2 separate regions of the Mus musculus genome follow, and region 2 is linked to region 1. The links are chromatin contacts, called in public promoter capture Hi-C maps. All regions are on one chromosome and are shown on one strand. Each heading gives the region's core, a stretch centred on a gene start, on an enhancer-like site or on the middle of the called end of the contact. The rest is flanking DNA. Distances are from core to core; before and after follow the strand shown.

Region 1 (5,772 bases), core at 2,528-5,027:
GATTAAGGGAGGCTCTGTTTTCAGAAACAACACATTGTTTTGTGAGGTGTTCACTATAGGCTTAAGAGCTGGTGACGACTGTATTTTTTTTTCTCCCTAAGTTTTGTTGTTCTGGCTCCAGAGAAAACCAGTTCGTGTACTTGTTTGACTTTTTATTATTAAACAAAACAAAACAAAACAAAACAAAACAAAACAAAACAAAAAAAAAAACAAGAGCCGGACATACGTGGTGGTCTACAAAGTCAGTTCCAGGGCAGCCAGGGCTATACAGAGAAACCCTGTCTCGAAGAACAAACAAACAAAGAAAACAAAAACAAAACTTAAAAGGAAAAAAGTAGAAAAAGAAATATATTTAAAATGTTTAATTTTGCGATAAATGCAATTGTATATATTCTGGTTACTTCTTAGGGCCAGTAGTTTTCTTGTAAGCCTAAAAGAAACTAAGAATTCGACCCCAATTCAGCATGCTCATAACGAAGGGGAAATATGACAGCCTTGAAAAGGCATATGGCTCCATCCCCAGTAACTCTGTGACCCCACCTACCTGCCTCCCTGCTGAACACCATTCGAATGCGCATGTCTCACAGCCACTTCGTGTTTGCCCATGTGGTGGGCAGAGACAACTTGCCAGAGTTGGGTTTTCCTGCTACCACATGGTTCCGAAGTTCAAACTCAGAGTATCAGGAGTCCTCAGCAAGCACTTTGACCTGCCCAGCCACCCCACCAGCCAGCCAGCTGGACATAACCTTATTTATTCTCTCTCTCTCTCTCTCTCTCTCTCTCTCTCTCTCTCTCTCTCTCTCTCTGCCCTGCTCGTGCCCCCCCCCCCTTTTCTCCAGACAGGGTTTCTCTATGTAGTCCTGGCTGACCTTGAACTCAGGTAGGCCTGCCTCTGCCTCCTGGATGCTGTGACTAAAGGTGTGAGCACCACCAGCCGTCTGTTAGTTATTTCTAACAGGATCTTTTCTGGTTTTGGTGCTGTCATGGAGACCTAGGACCTTGTGTGTGCTGGCTAAATGTTCTGCCACTGATCTGGGAACGCTGACTTTGAGAGACAAGTCAACTTTCCTCACTTTCAACACCTATGTTTTTGAGACATTGTCTCCCAGTGCAGGCTTGGCTAGCCTGGGACTTGTTATGGGGACCAGGCTGGCCTTAAACTCAGATCTGACTCCTTCTGCCTCCTAAATTCTGAAATTAAAGGTGTTTGTCACATGACTTATTTTGCCAGAGAGTGTTTTCTTGACCCCAGGTGTATAGTAGATGCACAAATCAAACATTCACTGATAGTAAACCAGAAATAATTTTATTTTGGGGCTGGAGAGATGGCTCAGGAGTTAAGAGCACTGACGATTCTAGAGGTCCTGAGTTCAATTCACAGTAACCACATGGTGGCTCACAGCCATCTGTAATGGAATCTGACGCCCTCTTCTGGTGCGTCTGAAGAGAGAAACTGTGTACAAAATAAATATTTTTTTTAAAAAAAGAATTTTATTTTAAACAAATCTTTGAAATGCATAGAATTTTACCATGTATTAAAACAAAATTTGTATGCTAATGATATGGATGTGCTTGTTAATTTGCACAAAATATTTTTGAATTAATCTCCTCTTTGACAATTTCACACATGTACATAATATATCTGGAGCATACTCTCCACCAATTAATTCCTCCCCCAAACACTTCCAGTAAATATCCCCTTCCTGCTTCAGGCCCTCTGTTGGCTGGCTGGCTTGCTTTCTTCTTCTTCTTCTTCTTCTTCTTCTTCTTCTTCTTCTTCTTCTTCTTCTTCTTCTTCTTCTTCTTCTTCTTCTTCCTCTTCCTCTTCCTCTTCCTCTTCTTCTTCCTCCTCTTCCTCCTCCTCCTCCTCCTCCTCCTCCTCCTCCTCCTCCTCCTCCTCCTCCTCCTCCTCCTCCTCCTCCTCCTCCTCCTCCTCCTCCTCCTCCTCCTCTTCTTCTTCTTCTTCTTCTTCTTCTTCTTCTTCTTCTTCTTCTTCTTCTTCTTCTTTTTTTGGTAACCTTGCTGGAATGTTGACCATTCTTCTTGTTGGCTATCTAGTGCAGACCATAGTTCTGAGAGCTCACCAGTGTGATCTCCTCTTCCCGTACAAAAGACACACATTCCACAGCAAATCCTCCCCACTCTCCCACCTTTATGCTCTTTTAGCCCCTTCTTCCAAGTAGTTCCCTGAGCTTGTGGGGAGAGGTTGCTATAGAAGTCCGGTTAGGGCTGAACACCCAGTCCCTTGTTCTCAGCACTTTGATGAGCTGTCTGCCCACTACAGACAGAGACTTCTTGGGCCAAGGCGGATGGAGAGCAGCACTGATCTGTGGCTATGAACGTAAGTATTCAGAAGGTAACTTGATAGCATATCCATTTAGCAAAGCAACAGCAGTGAGCCCCTTAGGGCTGTGACCCTGAGCACCAATTGTCAGTGTTTAATGATCAATGACAGCTTCATCCACTCAATGATGACATTAAACAACGTGTTCATGAAGCCTTGATACTACTATAGCTTAAATACTTTGTAACAAAGAAGTTTATATGTATTTGTCTTTATGCCCAGCTTTTTAGAACACTGTGTGGTTTACTGAAGTTATTGGATCTTTTAAGATGCCCCATCGTATGGCCAGGGGTTAAAATCTTGCAGGAGCGGTGCCCAGTATTGTCAGGTACCACTTCAGATTGCAGTCCAGCTGACCTCACTGTGGTAATGTGACCAGGGTTGAATTGCCTCTCTAATGAGAATCATTCTCAAAGGTTGGCTTTCTGGTTTGTTTTAAAAGGCAAGAGAATACCAGTTGGTCTGGAAACAAAAGCTTCCATTGGTAAAGATTCTAAAGAGCCAGAGACTAAGAGCCTGTTCTTCTGGTGACTCACTGAATCCTGCCTTGCTGATGGAGGCGCAGACAGATCCAGGTCCAGCCTTTTTTAAGTCAGCCCTCCCAGAAGCCCCCAGCCTGATGTCTAATGGTAGCTGTGGCATTTTGCCTTGCTGTAGAATCTACTAAATCCTTGGCCCCTCACCTGAAACCCTCCTCATACCCCAAACACTGAGAGTGACAGATGGGGAACGGAAGCCTGCCAGGAATGATTGCAGGCCTGTCAATCACGGGGCTGTGTTCCAAGTTTCTCAGAGTATCCAAGAAAGTAAGGCATAGCAAGCCTCAGGTCCATGTGTTGTGTCTCTTTCCCATGGGAAGGCCGGATCCTGCTAGAATGTTTTCTGTACTTCATAGTTCCTTACCTTTGTGTGTATTCTGCAGAATATAATGGCCGACAGCCCTCTCTCTGTGAAGCAGCCGACGGACACAGTAATGCTGGGGAATGCAAGGCAGGGCACCATGGGTACCAGGGCAGACACTATCGCTTCATTACAGCCTTTGGGATCCAGCCTTCTAACCAAGCGTCCCGCCAGGGAACATAGGAAAATGTTCTTTCCTAACAGCTATGATGGGATGGTGGTGGTGGGGTAGATAGGGATGAGAGCGGGCAAGTGCTACCCAGAGGGGACAGCTCTGACGCATCTTCATCTCCGCATCCCCATCTCCGCATCCTCTCCACCCACCTGCCCTTTTTGCTGCTCAGAGACTCTGCTGTCTTGGTGCTGGGGTTTGAACCATGCCACTGCCTGCCTTCCTATCTGTCTGTCTTGTCCATGGAGTTAATAACTCTTCTAATAAATTGCTTAGCCCTAGTAATCCGTTAGTCCACTCTGGAACCACCCCGCGGATCTAAAACCTCGCAGTACTGACTGGCCCAGGAAAACTCACACAGGGACTGTGGGGCTGCGGGAAACACCAGAAGATCAAGTACGGTGACTTGTGCGTAGGGGGCGAGCACCGCGAACCGACGCGTTTGTTTGTTTCCTAACAACACCGTGCTGGAGAAATGCACAGTGGTTAAGAGTGCACACTCCTGCTGCGGAGGACAGGAGCTCCGTTTCCGCGTAGGGCAGCTCACAACCGCCCTTACCTCAGGCTGCAGGGTGATCTGCCGCCTTTGGCTTCCTGGCACCTGCATTGTAGCGGAGGAACCCACATAGACACATGGATTAAAGATCAGAGAGGCCGTTTACTCGGAGGGCGTGTGACGCACCGGCGGGGCTGAGCCCGGGGCCCGCGGCCCGCGGCGGCGGAAGGAAGGAAGCGAGAGCGCAGGCCGGGCTCGGCGGAGGCTGTGCGCCCGGGGGAGGAGCCTGAGCGGCCGAGCGGCGGGGCGCAGCGGCCCAGCCATGTCGGCCGAGGAGATGGTGCAGATCCGCCTGGAAGACCGCTGCTACCCGGTGAGCAAGAGCAAGCTGATCGAACAGAGCGACTACTTCCGCGCGCTCTACCGCTCCGGCATGCGCGAGGCCGTGCGGCCCGAGGTGGGCCCGGAGGTGCAGCAGCTGCGCGGCCTGAGCGCTCCGGGCCTGCGGCTGGTGCTGGACTTCATCAACGCGGGCGGCGCGCGCGAGGGCTGGGGCCTGAGCGAGGACGAGCTGGCCGAGGCTAGTGTGCTGTCCGAGATGGTGGAGGCCGCGTCCTTTCTGCAGGTCACGGCGCTTCTGCGCTTGCTGCTGTCGCACGTGCGTCTGGGCAACTGCCTGGAGCTGTACCGCCTGGCGCAGGTGTACGGACTGCCCGACCTGCAGGACGCCTGCCTGCGCTTCATGGTGCTGCGCTTCCACCAGGTGCTGTGTCAGCCGCAATTCCCGCTACTGTTGTCGCCGCCGCAGGCCCCCGGGGACTGCAGCCTGAAGCAGAGGCTGAGGGAGGCCCGCATGCGCGGGACCCCGGTCCTGGTGGCCCTGGGGGACTTCCTCGGGGGACCCCTTGCCCCGCACCCGTATCAGGGGGAACCCCCGTCCATGCTTAGGTACGAGGAGACCACGGAGCGCTGGTTCCCCCTGGCCAACAACCTGCCCCCCGACCTGGTGAACGTCAGGGGCTACGGCTCAGCCATTTTGGACAACTACCTCTTCATCGTGGGTGGTTACAGGATCACCAGCCAGGAGATCTCTGCCGCACACTCCTACAATCCCATCACCAACGAGTGGCTGCAGGTGGCCTCCATGAACCAGAAGCGGTAAGTGCAAAGGGGGTGTCTGCACCCTTCATTCATTGCCCTGGTGTTTGCTGGCCAGAGGCGATGGCATCTTGCTTAGTGCTGCTGGCCTGTCGCCTCTGGCGGAGTTCCCAGGGAGCCCAGGGCTTGCTAGGAAGAAGACGAGTACTGTGTCAGCTAGCCTAGTGGTCTTCTTTCAGGTGCAGGCCCCAGGTAAGAATGGTTTCTCTGCCTTAGACCGGCTTGCAGAGAAGGCTATTGGGAAAGATAACGGTTGTTTTTCCTTCGCTTTTCTTTAACTTGTCTGACCCGAATTACGGAGACACTAGCAGTAACTTGTAATTCTGGCTTCAGAAATTTTTGTTGTTGCTGACAGTGACTTTGGATCCTTCTCACTTGGGTAGGAGAGCGTGCATCCCCTCTCCCTAGGATGGTGTAAGGGATTTGCCAGAGAGGATTCTCTTCTCTTTTCATCCTCACTTTTGTTTCTTATTTCCTTCTAAGACGGCAATCATCTTTGACCCAAAACTTGAGCCTGGAGCGGTCAGCTACAGAATGGGCGTACCCTTGTCTCTCCAAGTCTGTTGTCTATCTGGGATGCCTCAGACTCCCCGGTCTGGATGCCTGAGTCCCTTGTGGGTAGCTTTAGCATGTACATATAAACCCTACATATACACCTATGCATATATACATTAGCGCATATATATATATATATATATATAT
Region 2 (5,596 bases), core at 1,405-3,904, 2.3 Mb after region 1:
GCACATGGAAAGAGACTTTGCCTGAGACAGGAACAAAGCACTATTTACTGTGAGCCTGGATCTGAGTCGCTGGAACAGTTTTCCCTTCCATGATACCATAGCTGAGCATGTCCATTGCTCTCAAGGGGGATATGGTGAGCCTGCTATCCAACTAAAAAGTATGCAAGTAGGGTGATGCGGACTGCAAAATAGGCCCAAATCCTCCTAATGCCTTTTGGTTAGGAGGTGACTTATTCAAAGTGACCATCAAATACATATAGGATGTACAGTCAGGAGGATTCTGGCAGATGAATTGTGACCTACCACAGAGTGCACCCGAGTCTAAAGAAGAGTCAAAAGAGGATGGTGATAACTGACTTGGAGACTCAGGACTGAGGTCTACCCATTTTCGGTCTCTTCCCTGAACCATACAGGACTGCTTCCACCCCTCTCTAGGGAACAGTTATGTACTTTGTTGCATATGAAGACAAGACAGGGTGATGGGAAATGACTGATTCTATAAAGAATATTTTTTTCATAGAATGTGTTCCTGCAGACAGAAAGAGAAGAAAAACAATTTTTGATGAGATTTACAGACAAAATAAACAAGATAGAGAATTGCAATTTCTTATGTATAACTTTATCATACTGTACCCCATAAACATGTACAATTATTATATGTCGATAAAAAAGAAAAATAAAACAAAAAGTTACATTGAGTCCTTGGAGAATATAGTACCTTTCTAGTAGGGAAGTGCCAAGGATGTGTCTATGGCTAAGAAATAACCCAGCAGGGGCTGGCGGGATGGCTCAGTGGTTAAAGAGCGCCGACTGCTCTTCTGAAGGTCCTGAGTTCAAATCCCAGCAACCACATGGTGGCTCACAACCATCCGTAATGAAATCTGATGGCCTCTTCTGGAGTATCTGAGGATAGCTACAGTGTACTTACATATAAATAAAAAAAAAAAAAAAAAAAGAAAAGAAATAACCCAGCAATCACAGAGAAACTGTTAGCCACTGATTTTGGAGATGCAATCCTTTTTCAACACCTATAAGTGGGAGATAGTGGTTTCTATATCAGGGTTGTCATGATGTATCTAACATGCTTTGAAGAATGCATGACTCACTATCTCAAGAACTTTGCTCTTATTTAAAGGGTGCATTTTTTTTTTTTTTGCTTAGTAGAATATCATAAATACCTTCTAAGAGAAATTGCAGACTCATTTCCTTTACTGAAGAATCCATGTAGTAAGGCCTATATAGAACTATCTGGAAGAAATACAGTGCCCGATATTTCAACCTTCCTAATGCTGTGACCCTTTAATTCAGTACCTCACATTGTGGTGACCCCCAACCATTAAATTATTTTTGTTGCTACTTGATAACTGCATTTTTTCTACTGTTATGACTTGTAATGTAAATGTCTGATATGAGACCTTTGTGAAAGGATTGTTCAAGCCCTGAAGGGGTTTCTACCCACAGGTTGAGAACCACTGGCCTAGAGACTTACTGAGCACCTGCAGATGTTATACAACAATTTCCTCCCAGATAGAACAGTTCATCTTAACAGAATTTCAATATACAGGATGTTCTAAAGAGAAGTAAAACATTCCATCCTTCTAGGAAGCTCTTAAACCCAGGAAGTAAACAACTCAAAGGCTTCCGTAAATTCATGAAACTAATGAGATTCACTCCTTCCCCAAGGATATATAATCAGGAAAGCAGGCCGAGAGTTGGGACAGACATGCTTAGCTACCTAGGAGAGACACAAATCACCAGAGCTATGTGAAACAGACAGTCTCCAACCTACTGAGCTGCTTTCAAGTTGTGTAGTATGGTTCAGGTTTTCCAGTGTCTATGATCTGTCACCCCTGGGGTGGGCTTTTGGTGATGTAGATATTTTTGAGTCATTTCTGTTTCTGTAAATAACCCCTCACTTATATTCCTTTAAATATTATTTCAATAAAACCCGTTGGTTCATCAAGTTGGACTGTGGTGGTAGCCTTACTGGGGTGAATAGATATTTGTTCACATCTCTCCAGTAATTACGTTATGCAGTAAGGTAGTATGATGAACTAAGTGCACAGAGGCTTAGGTTGGGGGACAGCAAAGTTCTCTGGTAGAGTGTTAGGTGGACTAGACCAAATTAGACAGAGTCTGAGAAAGGAGGAAGGACTCCCAAGGTACATCTATCAAGCTTTGGAAAAGCAGCATTCTTGAAAGCACTAGCTCTGTTTGTTTTCTGTGGGCTCACTGCACTCCAGTAGGCTTCGAATTCCCACCTCAGAAAACTTAGCCCGTTGGAGGCCTTCTTAGTGTTCTGATCTTTCAGACACCAATCACCCTTTCCAACACCCTTGCCCTTTCTTCAGCTGCCCTGGCTTCCTCAGTCTAGCATCTCTTCTCAGATGCAGTCCTCTTCCATCCCCCAGCCTCCTTAGCCTCCACTTCTCTTTAAGACACCCATTTTCCTCAGCCTTCATTCCGCCTCAGCGCGGTTCCCCCTCCTCAGCCCTCCGTAGTCTCCCATCATTCCTCAGCTAGTTCTGGGTCCCTCTGCCCTCATCCCTCTTCAGCAGTCGGCTGTGCTGCGCTGCGAGGCTCGGTGGGGTTTTGGATTTGCTCCTCCCCTTCCCTACCTCCCTGCATTCTGAGTGGCTGAGAGGAAGAGGACCAGTTGGAGTCCGCATCTGTGTGCACTGGCTGCCGCAGGGCCCAGCAAGCAGGTGGAGCTCAGCCTCCCACGGAGCATTGGGCGGTGGACCGCAGTGACGCGGCCTGAGACATGGCGGCCACGCGCCTCTGAGGCCGCAGAACCGGAGTCTCTTGCTGCGCGAGTTGCCCCTTGGCCATGCAGCTTGGCTGCTGACTGCCCCGGCGCGTGGCCCGGAGGATCCCGGCTGCGGTCATCACCTTGCAGTCTCCATGCTGCAGGGTATATTCCTCCCATATTCCATGTATTCCTCCTCAGTGCTTCCGGCCGTGTAGCCGCAGCTGCCGGCCGGGCCTCAGGGCGCTCTACCTATTATTCATCAGGCACTTTTCTTTTCCATTTTTATTTTCATTCCTATTTGCTTCTCCTTTTCCCTTCTGCTTTGCGTCTATCTCCGCCACCCCGCTATGGCCGCAGAGGAGGCGCTGAAGACGGTAGACCAATATAAGACTGAAATAGAGAGACTGACCAAGGAGCTCACAGAAACGACCCATGAGAAGATCCAGGCTGCAGAGTATGGGCTGGTGGTGCTGGAGGAGAAACTGACTCTCAAGCAACAGTATGACGAGCTGGAGGCCGAGTATGACGGCCTCAAACAAGAGCTGGAGCAGCTCAGAGAGGTGAGCAACCCGTCTCCTATTTCCCTCTCCAGGTTTGGCATTTCTCAGTGCCAGTCATCACTGTAAAGAAGTCAGAAGGGATATGGCCAGAAGGACTTCATCTTAGAGCCCTTTGTTGATAAGAGAATATTGAAAGAGTCCATTGTTTTCACCAATAGAAAAATTACCCAAGAAATGAATGCATAAGCTGGAATGGGAAGCTCTTTATTATGTGGGGGAGGGAGAGTCACAAGAAGTCTTCAGGCATCCGTGCTGGCAGGTAACATTGAATTGGGTTGAAATGCATAAATCAAACTTCTCAAACTGCTGTTATTTCAAACCCAGATATCAATGACCATAATCCATCCAATTGATGAGGTTTGTGCCTGAGGACCTACAATTTCAGGATGGTAGAATTTGGTACTTCAGTCGTCTGCTGAGTAATTGCTCCTTGGTGAAATAGGAACTAGTTATTAGGACTCACCAGTCCCGTTTGACGTTGGCTTTAGTCCTTGTCATGGGGCTGTAGGAGCAAAACAACTTTGCTGGGTGGTTTTGCTGCCCTTAATTTCACCTCTGTGCAAGGCTGGGCTATGCTTATGTCTTATAGAAGGCACCCTGAGACTGAGGAAAATCAAAATCATCTCCATATGGTGAGACATGAGAAAGAAATGTAAAATATATGGATATCTATGCCTTGCCTATCAAATATGGCCCTTCAGGTTGAAATTACTGTATTTATAAAATCAGAATATCACCAATGTTCTGTGAATAACATTTCCCCCCCTATTTTTATATTTCCTTCTTCTAAGGGTAATGTACTGAAATGTCCAACCAAATATTCATAAGGATTATACATACTATTTAAGACACTGGAAATAGCAAGCAGTCGTGTATAAATGTTAGTATACATAAACACAGATTTTCTGTGTGACAAGTCTTTATTTTTAGGTGCATACTAACATTTTAAATGTTAGGCATATCATACATAAATAGAAATACTTTTCTTATAATCTAAGCTTATTTTAGGGAAAGGGGAGGCCCAGTTTTGTATTGTCACAGTTAAAAAAACATGAGTATGACATTCTAATCAACTCACCTAACTTATAAATAATACATATTTAAACCTTTAATTATGCTATTTTATTTAGATGCTTAAATACCAAAATATGTAAATAGATATAGTTGAAAACAATAGATAGAGATATAATTTTTATATACCGGGCTATAAATTCTAGTTCATGCTTTTCTTGCTATATTCATATCTGGATTTAATGGTATCTGTACTTATATTTTCTAAATATGTCTTAGATTATGTCTTAGACTGACATGTTTTAGATGCTAAATCTTAGGAAGTAAGGAAATAGATGATTATTGTAATTCTCAGAGATGTTTCCATGATGTCTTTATTTATTGACTGTGCTTTGCCAAGGTGGAGAAATGCAAACCAATGTTATGTCATCACTTTCTTGATAAAAGAGGTGGACTTATTTGATGATATAAAATATGATTGTTAATAGACCTTTCTTCTTGAGCTAAACAACACTTTCAGGGATATTTATGTGTTGTTGTACTTAACACACTAAACCTTAATACAGTTGCCTTTTGTCTTTAGTAAACAATACTTAAAATAATGAGTTTGCCTTTTATTTATTTAAAGTTGATAGATAAAATTGTATGTATTTATTATGTGCAGAATTATGTTTTGCAGTGTACATATGTTATGCCTTTTTGGGCATTATATTGCTTCATATAATTATCTTTTTTGTGATAACTCAACATTCATTCTGTATTTTTAAAGAGTAAATATATTGGCATTATAATCATCATGGTGCACAGTGAATTTCTTAAACTTATTCTTCTTATCTAACTGTAATAATGACCTTTTCATCAATATCTCTTCTTTCAAGCAATCAACACTTCTAGTAACTATCACTTACATCTCTGATTCCTTATATGAATGAGATAATGAAATGTTTGTTTCCTGTGCCTGGCTTATTTTAAAATAATACAAAGTCTTAACACAGAGCTTAGCACATAATAAAAATAAAAATAAATATTTTATAAAATAAATTTATATTAGAAGAATTTACACCTTTATCAAGTGTTCAGAAGTCAATATTGCTTAGTGTTAGAGAAAGACTGAGAAAATTGAAGAGTGTAGAAAGTGACCACTGTTTTAGTCTCATTGTCAGTCAAGGGAAAAGGGGGAAATGTTTTATAAGAATGATGAAAGTTCTTAACAAAATAATACAAATGCCAATTATATTTTTTAAAATAAAAGATTTAAGAAATTTTGTTCTAT

What was found. Promoter capture Hi-C pulls out the DNA fragments that hold promoters and counts their contacts.
Region 2: a contact with region 1 is called in a promoter capture Hi-C map of hippocampal neurons, with 2.8 times the contacts expected there. The contact joins the promoter of Bicd1 here to the promoter of Klhl42 in region 1. A contact is called at or near these places in 1 of 39 promoter capture datasets (hippocampal neurons) and 1 of 115 datasets of contacts at active chromatin or transcription factors (astrocytes).

What each region holds. Positions count from the first base shown.
Region 1 is chr6:147,087,298-147,093,069 of GRCm38.p6, forward strand. Klhl42 (kelch-like 42) reads left to right here and starts at 3,778. Exons shown (of 3, transcript NM_001081237.1): 1 at 3,778-5,070. The coding sequence starts at 4,235.
Region 2 is chr6:149,406,330-149,411,925 of GRCm38.p6, forward strand. Bicd1 (BICD cargo adaptor 1) reads left to right here and starts at 2,655. Exons shown (of 9, transcript NM_009753.4): 1 at 2,655-3,312. The coding sequence starts at 3,100. It also overlaps the pseudogene Gm15783.